2 separate regions of the Triticum aestivum genome follow, and region 1 is linked to region 2. A link is a contact called in public Hi-C data. All regions are on one chromosome and are shown on one strand. The core of a region is the stretch at or near the end of the contact, and the rest is flanking DNA. Distances in the headings are between cores, read along the strand shown.

Region 1 (6,271 bases), core at 3,531-6,030, 260 kb before region 2:
AGAGTGCATCTACATACCCTTGTAGATCGCTAAGCGGAAACGTTCAAGAGAACGGGGTTGAAGGAGTCGTGCTCGTCGTGATCCAAATCACCGGAGATCCTAGTGCCGAACGGACGACACCTCTGCGTTCAACACACGTACAACCCGGTGACGTCTCCCATGCCTTGATCCAGCAAGGAGAGAGGGAGAGGTTGAGGAAGACTCCGTCCAGCAGCAGCACAACGGCGTGGTGGTGATGGAGGAGCGTGGCAATCCTGCAGGGCTTCGCCAAGCACCGCGGGAGAGGAGGAGTACTTGGGAGAGGGGAAGGGCTGCGCCAGAACATGTGGTGCGGCTGCCCTCCCACCCCCCACATATATATAGGGGCAAGGGAGAGGGGGGCCGGCCCCCTCAGATCCAATCTGAGGAGGGGGCGGCGGCCAAGGGGGGGAGGAGTGCCTCCCAAGTCAAGTGGAGGCCCTCCCCCTTAGGGTTTTCCCCTTCCCATGCGCATGGGCCTTGGGGGGGCTGGTGCCCCTGGCCCATTAAGGCTAGGGCGCCCCCCTACAGCCCATGCTACTGTATTGGACGTGGTGGAACAATTTCCGGACCTCCGGACCCCTCCGGAATCCTCCGGAACCTTCTGGAAGCTTCCCGGTACAATACCGAAAAAACCCAAACTTTTTCCGGAACTCGAACAACAACTTTCCATATATAAATCTTTACCTCCGGACCATTCCGGAACTCCTCGTGACGTCCGGGATCTCATCCGGGACTCCGAACAACATTCGGTAACCACATACAAACTTCCTTTATAACCCTAGCGTCATCGAACCTTAAGTGTGTAGACCCTACGGGTTCGGGAACCATGCAGACATGACCGAGACGTTCTCCGGTCAATAACCAACAGCGGGATCTGGATATCCATGTTGGCTCCCACATGTTCCATGATGATCTCATCGGGTGAACCACGATGTCAAGGACTCAATCGATCCCGTATACAATTCCCTTTGTCTAGCGGTATTGTACTTGCCCGAGATTCGATCGTCGGTATCCAGATACCTTGTTCAATCTCGTTACGGGCAAGTCTCTTTACTCGTTCCGTAACACATCATCCCGTGATCAACCCCTTGGTCACATTGTGCACATTATGATGATGTCCTACCGAGTGGGCCCAGAGATACCTCTCCGTTTACACGGAGTGACAAATCCCAGTCTCGATTCGTGCCAACCCAACTGACACTTTCGGAGATACCTATAGTGCACCTTTATAGCCACCCAGTTACGTTGTGACGTTTGGTACACCCAAAGCATTACTACGGTATCCGGGGGTTGCACAATCTCATGGTCTAAGGAAATGATACTTGACATTAAAAAAGCTTTAGCATACGAACTACGATCTTTGTGCTAGGCTTAGGATTGGGTCTTGTCCATCACATCATTCTCCTAATGATGTGATCCCGTTATCAACGACATCCAATGTCCATGGTCAGGAAACCGTAACCATCTGTTGATCAACGAGCTAGTCAACTAGAGGCTTACTAGGGACATGGTGTTGTCTATGTACCCACACATGTATCTGAGTTTCCTATCAATACAATTATAGCATGGATAATAAACGATTATCATGAACAAGGAAATATAATAATAACTAATTTATTATTGCCTCTAGGGCATATTTCCAACAAAAACTACAAGGTCGAAACTACAATATGGAAACTACTAGCATCAAGATTTGTTTTCAACATATTTTTCTCCCAAAATTATCAAGCCTGCGATGTGTGAGTTATCAAGCTATTCGCACAAAAAAATAACCAAGGGGTATTTCATCAACGTGCCTCCCTCCACCCGGTCGCCAAATTTATCAAGACCTATGCACATAAGTTATCAGGTCAGCTATGTGTGAGTTACCGTGATAGCAAGAAGAATTTTTATAAATCACTTCGGGTGAGCGGGGCCTTCAAGCGGCCTCAATACGCTGGGGTTGTAAATGACATACATATATTCACATAAAAGTTATCGGAGTATATTTCATCACCTATATTGGCCAAAAAGTTATCAAGACCGGGTTGCATAAGTTATCAGGTCTCCAATGTATGAGTTATCATGCTATTCACACCAAAAAGTTCCTGGGGGATGTTTCATCAACACCCACCCCTACGCCAAAGTTATCAGGACTAAGTTATATAAGTTATCAGATCTGTGATATACGAGTTATCAGGTCTATGATGTGTGAGTTACCGTGTTGTTCACACAAAAAGTTACTGAGTGGATGTTTCATCAACTCCCCCCTCACCCCCACCCCCGCACGAAAATTAATAGGGTGTTATCAACTTGAGACTCATGAAACTAGATATCATGATGATTGTACGTGAGTTATTGGAGAAATCCAAAGAAAAAGAACAAGAAATTTTTTTCATTTCTTTTCTCATATAGTAGTAAAAAGGTACACTCATTGTCTTTTGATAGAGAACAATCCAGAGTACTTCCGATGATGATTTCAAGAAAACTCGTGCCAACCAAATCGCAACACATGCCGTGTCCTCGTGGCTGTCAGCACCAGGATTCTACCATCAGGTCGCTGGTTCGACTCCCGGCTGCTCTTTTTGTGCGAGAATTAAAATTGGAAAGGAAAGGCAGAGTGGCAGACGCCGGATTCTCTCGCTAAACGCATCGTCCGAATATCTCGCTAACCACCAGTCGACTGGTCATTAGATTTCTTGTAATAAAATATAAAAATATATTTCATGCGATCTAATGATGTTGATTTTGTATTCTAGATGTTGATACTTACCAAAGATTTAAAAGATCGACATTTGTACAAATGTATACACCTTTTATATTTTAGAATTGGGACGTGGGGGTGGGACAAGGGAGGAATCCTAAACGCACAGATGGATACAAACGGAGGTTTTACGCACCCCCCATACTAATAACTAATAACCTCCCCCCCCCCCCCCCCCCCCCCCCCAAATTTCATTGAGAGAACGACACCTAATGTCAGTCATTTTGAATCCGTAAAAAACTGTCTGTCCATCACTATAGCATCACTCGTCTTTTTATGCCCAACCAGAAGATAAATACTTCCTTCACTCGTAGAGTTTCAAAATTGAGGGTGGAACACATGGTTGCAATATCATGCCCATTTGAAGAGAAAATAATTTAATTTGTACAAAATATGTGTGAATGCACCATGGCAAATACAAAACATTGTCTCCAATAGGTTGGAGTGAATGAGCACTTTCTTTAAGTGTACGCATAAGCATTAGTTCTTGCCCTTTCAATTTCAAAATGTTATTTAGGAAAATCATCTAGTATTTTTTCATATGAATCAAACAACTCAGATAGAAAAAAAGAATCATAAGATCTCAACCCTCTATTCTTCTGATAAAAACCGATTGAATTAAACTGGCCTTAAGTTTTTCTTTTTCTTCTTTTTTTGTTCTTGGCAGAAGAAGAGGCCATAAGCTGTCGGTTTAATACCTCTCGCACAAGATATTCGTATATTACTAATAACAAAGCAAATTCTGGATGAGAAAGGGAGTGAAAATAGACCCCAGGAAAACCGAAGAAAACACACGACATGAGTCGTTCCTATCATCCACAGGTATAGCCCCACGCCATGGCTGAGTCACTGACCCACTTAATAAATCCAAAATCTCAAAGCGCCTTGACGGTGGAGGAGAGTGCAGATAGGGAGCGGCAACGGTGGAATGCTGTGAGCCTGGAGGAGTTCGCGGACTCAGGCGTCCCGCCAAGGCAAATCCTCAAGGACCGGGAGCTCGCAACGGCCTGGATCATCGACCGGTCGACCACCACGGTCGAGACAAGCAAGTTCTCCGCCGCCTCGACGCGGAGATAGTGAAGTACGACTAGAAGTGGTCTCTGAGTGAGACCACCGCCGCTCCTGCCTCTGGCAAGTCCCGCCGCCCGTCTCTCGAGGAGGGGGGGGGGGGTGGCGAAGGGAATCCTAGATGCACGGATGGGTACTAACGGAGGTAATATGGACCCCCCCCCCCCCGAATTTCATGTGGGTGGGACCCTCCTTCCTCCTTAATCTTCATTGAGAAAATGACACCTAATGCCAGTCATTTTGAATCCATAAAAACATGTTTGTTCTGTCACTGCAACATTACTCGTCTTTTTATGGCCAACCAAAATGTAAAACATAAAGATAAAGACTTCCTTCATTCATAGAGTTTCAAAACTAGGGGGGTGGGGGCACATGGCTGGAATTTCATGCCCATTTGAATAGTACATGATTAATTTTACCAAAATATGTGTTGAAGTGAATGAGCCTTTCTTTAAGCGTCCGCATAAGCATTGGTTCGTGCCCTTCCAGTTTCAAAACGTTATTTAGGAAAATTATCTAGTATTTTGTCATATAAATCAAACAACTCACATATAAAAAATTCATAAGATCTCAACCCTCTGAATTAAAGTGGCCTTAAGTTTTTCTTTTTCTTCTTTTTCGTTATAGCCAGAGGAAGAGGCCACAAGCTGCCAGTTTAATACCTCTTGCACAAAAATACTCCCTCCGTAAAATAATATATAGGGTGTAATAAAATATATTAATAACAGAGCGAAAACCGGACGAGGAAGGAAATGAAAATAGGCCCTAGCAAAAAGGCAGAAAACAGACGGCATGAGCTGTTGCTGTCATCCACAGGCGTAGCTCCACGCCATGGCTGAGTCACTGACCCCCTTTAATAAATCCAAAATCCGAAGGATAGCGCCATCAACACGCCGTCACGTTTCACTCTTCGGCTCCTACATCCCCCTCCGGCCTCCGTTGCCATCTCTCCCACCCCAACAACCACTCGCTGACGCCCAGGCCCCTCCTCCCCTCGGCCCTCCTATAAATACCGCTCGCGATTTGCCGCCTGCAGAGCAGAGCCGAGCATACCCATTACCGTCTTCTTGGACCCTGCTTCTCTGCCGTCCTCGCCGCTGCGAGCTCCGATCGGCAATCTTTTCTCCGTTCAAGATGACCATCATCATCGAGCAGCCTCAGTTTGGTGAGACTCTTCTTACCCATATCATTTGCGTGCTCCTCTCTCTGCTTCTTCTTCTTGAATAATTCCCTTGCCTGTTCTTGTTGAGTTTCTGTTCATGTTTCTTGGAGGTTGAGTGCGCAAACAGAACGTCGTGGGATAGGCGTGGTGCTGAATTTAGCTCGAATTTCTGTTGGCCGGTTGCAGATGCGGCGGCGGAGAGGAAGGTCGCCGGCGACCAGGGGGAGCTCGTGCTCGACGGCGGCTTCACCGTGCCGGACTCCAACGCCTTCGGCCACACCTTCAGGTGAGTTCTCATGGGTTTTCTTTCCTCGAGCTCCCATGGTTCTTGGATGAAAAAAATCATCAATTCAAGTGAGACGTTTTAAGGCGTGAACCATGTTTCTCCTGTTGAAATTTTGTTTATGTCCCACGAGAAAGGACAAAACAAAGGGACTAGCTAGGGGGCAGTCTGCTGAAATTTCTGAAGCCTTAGAGCGAAAACAAGCGCACCACATTATGTCTTCTTCCTCCAACCATTCTCTCCCTAACAGATCGTGTTCTGTCCTGTATTCTTCTGCCTCCCGCCACCTACTGCCACCGGCACGGCCGCATGCTGCCGCCACTCGCGGCCGGCGGCGCTCCAGCGACAACCTCGCCGCACCGCCCTCCCCTCAACCTCTCCCCACCATCATGCTTGCCTTCGCCCCGGAGCATCCCTCTAAACAGGCGAACCACGTGAGATTTTCGGATGAACCTGCACCCCCGCAGCACCCCTAAGATAGACAAGGAAGTTGCTTCCCCATGCACCCTCTGCATCCCTAAGATAGAAAAGGAGGTTGTTGCTTCCTCTGCACCCCCCTCGCCCCCACCCTAAGATAGACAAGAATGTTATGCATAACGGTATTGGTAAGAACCTCCTAGAAGCAGCTGAAACCAATAACACGCTGTCCTCCTGCTAGGGAAATTGACTAAAATTGGAGTAGCAGAAGTTAAACTGGGCAAGAATCTTATCATTTTCGCAGAAAGAAAAAAGAAAAGAAAAACTTGACAAGAAACTCCCACTGGATATGCTAGGAAATTGAGTAAAATGTCCATCAGAAACATTTCTCTGTATCTCAGCTTTCAAAGTCTTCCGTTTTTTACTTTCCGCGATAAGCAGAGCTCGCACGGCAGGGCATTGTCTCCACACGCACTCCATGCCACATGCTTATCAAACCTTTCCGCGTATCAAATTGATAACTACTACAACCCCTGTTCCTAAATATAAGACGTTTTGGCTGTTCAGTTAAACTGCG
Region 2 (5,989 bases), core at 1,391-3,890:
ATGACTTGGCGAAGTTTACTTTGAGCCCGAATGCTTCTCCAAATATCCTCAGTGCTTCCACAACAAAGGACATGTCTGCAAGTGTTGGTTTGATGAAAAGCACCACGTCATCGGCATACAGGGACAGCCTTTGTAGCGGTCCACACCCGTTAAACTTCCCCAATAACTGTGAATGATGCGCCTTCACGATGATCGCTGTCAACACATCCATAGCAATGACGAAAAGCAGAGGTGAGAGGGATTCACCTTGCCTTAACCCACAAGCGTGCCTAAACTTGTTCCCAGTAGATCCATTCACCACGATTCGGGAGCTGGCAGTAGACACATCATCAAAATTGCCTAGTTGGCATGTATGATACTAGCTATGATACTACCATTACAACCATACGACGAGTTGGTGGATTTATTAATAAAAGGGAACAAAATAATGAACCCAACCAACAAGCCCGGACGGAAGTGATACAATAACTAAGAGCATCTCCAGCCGCGCCCCCAACAAGGCCCCCCAGGCGACTTTTCGGCCGCCGGCGCCAAAAAATCGGCCCAGTCGCGCCCCCAAGGGCCCATTTTCGCCGGCTCGGGCCGAAATTGGCACCTGAAAAATCGTTTTTGGCGCGAAAGAGCCGCGGGCCCTCCTTGCCAGTGACTCGTATCTCTCCTCGCCGCTACGTCGTCCTCATTGCCTCGTTTCCCATGGCGAATCAATGCCAAAGCTGCCGCGCGCTGCCGCGCTGGTCAGCCTCCATTGATGCCTCACGGCTGGCGCAGTGAAGACCGGACGACGCGCGTCCCCTCGCCCGCCACACGTACACGCGGTGGCCACGCGTACGCGCGACGCCTCGGCCTATATAAGTCGACCCCCGACGCGCCGGTGACACGCACAGAGTCTCCACCGCCGATGCGCCATTGCTCCCCCTTCTTCCCTCTCCTCTCGCCGTCTCCAGTTAGCATGGCCGAGCGCTTCCCAAGCGACGGCGCGGTGGCGAACGGCTTCGGCCGCCGCCACCTTCACGAGGACGAAACTCGTCTCCTCTTCGAGGCCGAGTACCCAGTCCCGCCGGACATGCGGGTGCCCGAGGCATGGAGAATCAGCGCCCCGCGGGGTCCCGGTGCCACCGCCGCCTACCGGGGCGGCGGGGCGTGCGGAGATCGCGCGTATCCGCGCTCCCTGCCGCGGGCGGTGAGGGAAGGACCACGGTACATCCCCGACAACCCGCTTTGGGAGCCATACTTCCGCCGCCACCACGCCGAACAGCCCGAGGCCACCAACGACGTCGTGCCCTTCGGAAAGCTCAACTCCGAGGGGCGGCACCGATGGTGGGGCGTGCCCGGTCGCACGCTGGAGGCCGTCCTCGAGTACATCAAGGGCGGCAACACGCCGATGCTCGAGTACCCCGCTCCCCCGTCCTTCTCTCGCCGACGTGGGAGCTCGTGGACGCCGAGGCGCATGGAGCAGCCCAGGGCGTCCTCCTCCTCGTCCGGCCGCTCGTCCGGCTCTCCCTGCCTCCGCCCCGTCAAGCCGGAGCCCCAGGACACGCCTGTCAGCCGGCGCACCCGCAGCTCCGGCGTCTGCATCGGCGACTCCACCCCCCCTCTGGCCGCCTCGTCCTCGTGGCGCCCAAGCCGGAGCCCGGCCTCCTCGCGGAGTACGGGGAGATAGCCCGGCCCGACTTCTCCGACGAGGAGGCCCTACAGTGGACACGGGACGACTACCTCCGCGACGAGATGGTCCGGCAGCGCCGAGCCCTGGAGGAGATAGCCGCCCACAAACGTGGGCGCGAGGATGAACACGACGTCGTGATCCTTGACAGCGACGACGAAGAGGACGCCCCCGGACCGTCCAGCCCGCCGCGCCAACTGGGGGAGGGTTGCAGCAGGGACGGCGGCCGCGACGGCGGCGACGACGGCGGCGGCGACTACACGCGGTTCTACAGCCTCCTCGACATGTAGAACTGCAAGGGCGGAGGGCGGCGAGGGAGACGACGAGGAGCAGCCTAGTAGCTTTTTTTTTCTTTTTTGTAAAATATTTTTAAATATGGACGAACTGCCGAAGTTTGGTTGAATTTACGCCGTGTTTGTGCCGTAATTTAAATTTTCAAAAAAACATGGGCGTCGCGACGGGGGGCGTGATGCCCCCAGCGCGCGGTTTAACGCCGGTACGTTTCCAGAGGCGATTTTTAACGCCTCCTTAGAGCATGGTTAATAAGAGAGCCGGCTGTTGGCTATATGCCAAGGCCATGTCACATACAACCTTCATTACAGCCCACTTGTACAATAGATTGACTATACACTGGCTATTAGAATGACTATAGTAATCAATGTTTGCATGTGCATGGAGACAAGGAAGCTCACCTGATTGGGAGAGAAGAAAGAACGCCCAGCTTTTTACCTTGCACACGACTGCATGTGGGTTACTTTTTCTTGTTTCTAGAGCTAGAGCCGGCGATGAGTGAAGCGCCCGCTTCCTTCTCTTTCTTTCCTTCTTTCTCTTTCAGCTAGGATATTGATGATGTGGAATGGCTTATAGCCTGCTGATTAGGATTTATTGTACTTGCTCTTAGGGGCCAACGGCTGGAGATGCTCTAACAAAAATGAAGACTGCTTCCCCTACAAATCGCTGCTCTGCTTCCGCCGGCTGCACCTCCAACCTGCACGCACAGTCACGCACAACTCACGCATTCCCCCCACTTTCTTTCTTCCCCGACACGGGCACGCACGCACACGGCTGCCCTGCGCCCACACACGCTTCGGCCCTTCCTTCCAAAATCTAAACCCCACTCCGACCGCCCCCCCTCCGGCGATGCTGATGCGTCGCCGCCGCCAGCGCCCGGTCCTCCCCCGCCTCCTCCTCGCCACCCTGCTCATCGCGTCGGCCGTCGCATTCCTCCCCCGCGCGGCCGGCGACGCGGCCGAGGCGGGCGACGAGGGCCGCGTGGGCGAGGCGGTCGCGGCGGTGGAGCGCGCCGACGCCGCGGCCGCGGCCCTGGGGGCCGCCGAGGCCGGCGGGGAGGCGGCTCAGGGCAATGCCACGACCAAGGAGCACAGCCTCGCCGACATGATCGACCGCGCGCTGGAGAAGGAGTTCCCCGACTCGGAGGGCGACCAGGGCGGCGGAGGTGCGTGGATCTGACTCCCGACGTTCTCCCCGCGATCCGCCTCGTTGGCTCCCGTGGCGCGGGGATCTGGTTTGGGCGCGTGTCGGCGGCCGGCCGCCTAGATCTCGGCCCCGGCTGCTGCGCTCTGCTGGGAATTGACCAATCCTGCCTGTTTTTCGGTGTTTGGATTGAACTGCCTCGTCCTAATCTCTCCTGCTATGATTTTGCAGAGACGGACCCCGGCAGCTTCAACAACACGGTCGCGGAGAAGCAGGTGATTCATCTGCGCAGTTTTGTTTGTGTGTGGTCGGATTGTTCGTTGACAATGATTATGGAACCTGGTTAAAATTTTGCATTATTACGATGTTCATGAAATGGTTGTTCAGGCCTTGCCGACTCTCTAGATTTAGGAGAATACTTAATTATATGCGCGCTTTAACTTCTAAATTGGTCTCCTTTTACATGCTGTTTAATTTCATAAATATAACTAGCGTTGATACGACTGAATATGTATTGCATGCGTGGAATATCATCGATGTCTTGGATGGAATTGACATTTGGACAGAGGTTACACCATGAATAATGACGAAGCATTCAGTTATCCTTCCATGTATCATTCTGTAGGTTTTGCACCTGTTGACCAATTATTCAGCCTACTGGCCTTTTGACTTAGTGAAATTAAAGGAGTTGATGTTTTCCTAATGCCGACTACAATACCTTGAATGGTGTTTACTGTGCTAGGTTAGATTATGAATCAAAAACTAATATTTGCTTATGGTACCTGACTAACTTTGTGAAACAATTGTTGTGGTGTAAGTTATTACTCCCTCCGTCCGGAAATACTTGTCATCAAAATGAATAAAAGGGGATGTATCTAGATGTATTTTAGTTTTAGATACATCCTTTTTTGTCCATTTTAATGACAAGTATTTTCGGACGGAGGGAGTACTTACTAATAGAACTCATTTGAGTTTTGCATAAATCTCCTAGTGCTGTGTTCCAGCTGACAGTCATTTAGTCATTTGATCTTCTACATGATACACCTATGATCTACAGCTACTTCGAGTTGCATCCAACTATCCTATTATATTTCTCAATTCTGTGTTCAGTTACGTTCTCAATTTGTAGATATACCACCCTTCCATTTTGAAGCAAATAATGGTTTTTATGTGGATATAAATTGCAAAAAGTTGATGCATTCATACTTTATATCTCCAGTCGCACTGCACTTGGCTCGTGTTGCTCTTGTTTGTGTAAAATTGCTGGTTATACTTATCTTGTTTTGTACTACCCTGCCAGGGAGTTCTGGAAACTGTGGCCAGAAGAGTAACGAAGAAGAATGAGACCAAAGACAATAAGTATGTTCCTATTATATATTTGACTATTTTTCTGTTTCTCTGTGAAGTGGATTTAAGTATTTAACCTTTATGATTATTTCACAATCAGTAGCAAATATCCCAAGTTTACGTTTTTTCAATCCCCAGCTCATTCCCATTCAAGGAGGTTTTCTTGGATCGGTCAGAGCAAGAGGATGTTCCCACGTTGATTGATCGGAAGGTACAGGCGCTATAATTCATTGCAGATTTTTTTTAAGCTTTTTTGCTGTGAATGCAATAGTGTTATTTTATTTTACTCTGTTTTACCTGTGTGCTGTATTAACACAACTGCAATTCCAGGATAATGTTTTTATTATATCAAATCGGAAGTCAAAGTACCCTGTACTGCAGCTGGACCTTACGTATGTGACCTAATTATTGCTGAGGATGAGCAAAAATAAAGTATCTGCCTTACTCATAACTTGGTTTGTATGTGAATTACTGTAGGTTGATCTCAGATCTTGTTGTCGTTATTGTATCTGCTACTTGTGGTGGAATTGCCTTTGCTTGCCTTGGACAACCAGTGAGTGCTTCTTTTGTCTCAAATCTCATTTCTGCGCGATTATGTGTATGGACTATGTAAGACATACATTTTTATATGGCTATTTATAATATACTTAAGATTACGAGTGACCTAAAGAAATTAAAAAAATACTTTGCAGGTCATTACAGGTTATTTGCTTGCTGGTTCTATAATTGGCCCTGGAGGTTTTAGCTTTGTCAACGAACTGGTGCAAGTAGGGTGCTTTTGCTTTGTTGGTTGCTTTTCTTGATGTTTAGTTGTCATTATTCTTATATGAAAAATTGCATGCACTTTTGTCCAACCATTTCACTGCTTCAGCAGATGATCAGATCATGCCTGATATATTATATACAATTAATCTTAAACGTAGTAATGAATGTTTACTTTTGACTTGTTTTCATACCCTACCAAGTTTACGAGAACATTTCATAATGAGTATATGTGATTGTGTGCATTTCGCGCAATTAATAATATGATTTCTGCTTTTTCTTCCAGGTTGAGACAGTAGCTCAGTTTGGTGTGATATTTCTCCTTTTTGCTCTAGGACTTGAGTTTTCTACCGCAAAAGTATCCATCTTTGTTTTCTAATACATTTATTAGATATTTGTAGCAATGTCAATATGCAGTTAACTAAATAAATGGTGTTTCAACTTTGTCTCAGCTACGAGCTGTACGCGCAGTTGCCGTTCTTGGAGGATTGCTGCAAATTATACTTTTTATGTTCCTTTGTGGTATTTCTGCGACGGTATGTTTATGTCTTTGCTGCTCATGCTATGATGAAAAATTATTTGAATTGCAATTATTTGCTGCACGAACAAGATCTATTGTTTAGATTCATTTGCATGTTCCACAATTGACGTGAAGAGATCACTAGTATATTGCCATTGATGCAATCAAGTTCTACCAATAAATTCACTGGTTCAGTTCTGTAGCTTTTGGCTTTCTGGCATGTGTTTGATACTCCCTCTGTAAAGAAATATAAGATCGTTTTGATA

Evidence for each region. Hi-C and Micro-C count contacts between places; a contact is called where the count stands out from the background.
Region 1: a contact with region 2 is called in a Hi-C map of leaf, with 4 times the contacts expected there. The contact joins the promoter of LOC123158613 here to the promoter of LOC123156670 in region 2. A contact is called at or near these places in 2 of 5 Hi-C or Micro-C datasets (both in leaf).

What each region holds. Positions count from the first base shown.
Region 1 is chr7B:499,727,675-499,733,945 of IWGSC CS RefSeq v2.1, reverse strand. LOC123158613 (probable inositol oxygenase) reads left to right here and starts at 4,780. Exons shown (of 10, transcript XM_044576532.1): 1 at 4,780-4,997; 2 at 5,181-5,280. The coding sequence starts at 4,967.
Region 2 is chr7B:499,465,088-499,471,076 of IWGSC CS RefSeq v2.1, reverse strand. LOC123156670 (K(+) efflux antiporter 6) reads left to right here and starts at 2,640. Exons shown (of 20, transcript XM_044574826.1): 1 at 2,640-3,116; 2 at 3,326-3,369; 3 at 4,395-4,453; 4 at 4,580-4,652; 5 at 4,772-4,833; 6 at 4,919-4,994; 7 at 5,134-5,208; 8 at 5,490-5,561; 9 at 5,656-5,739. The coding sequence starts at 2,801.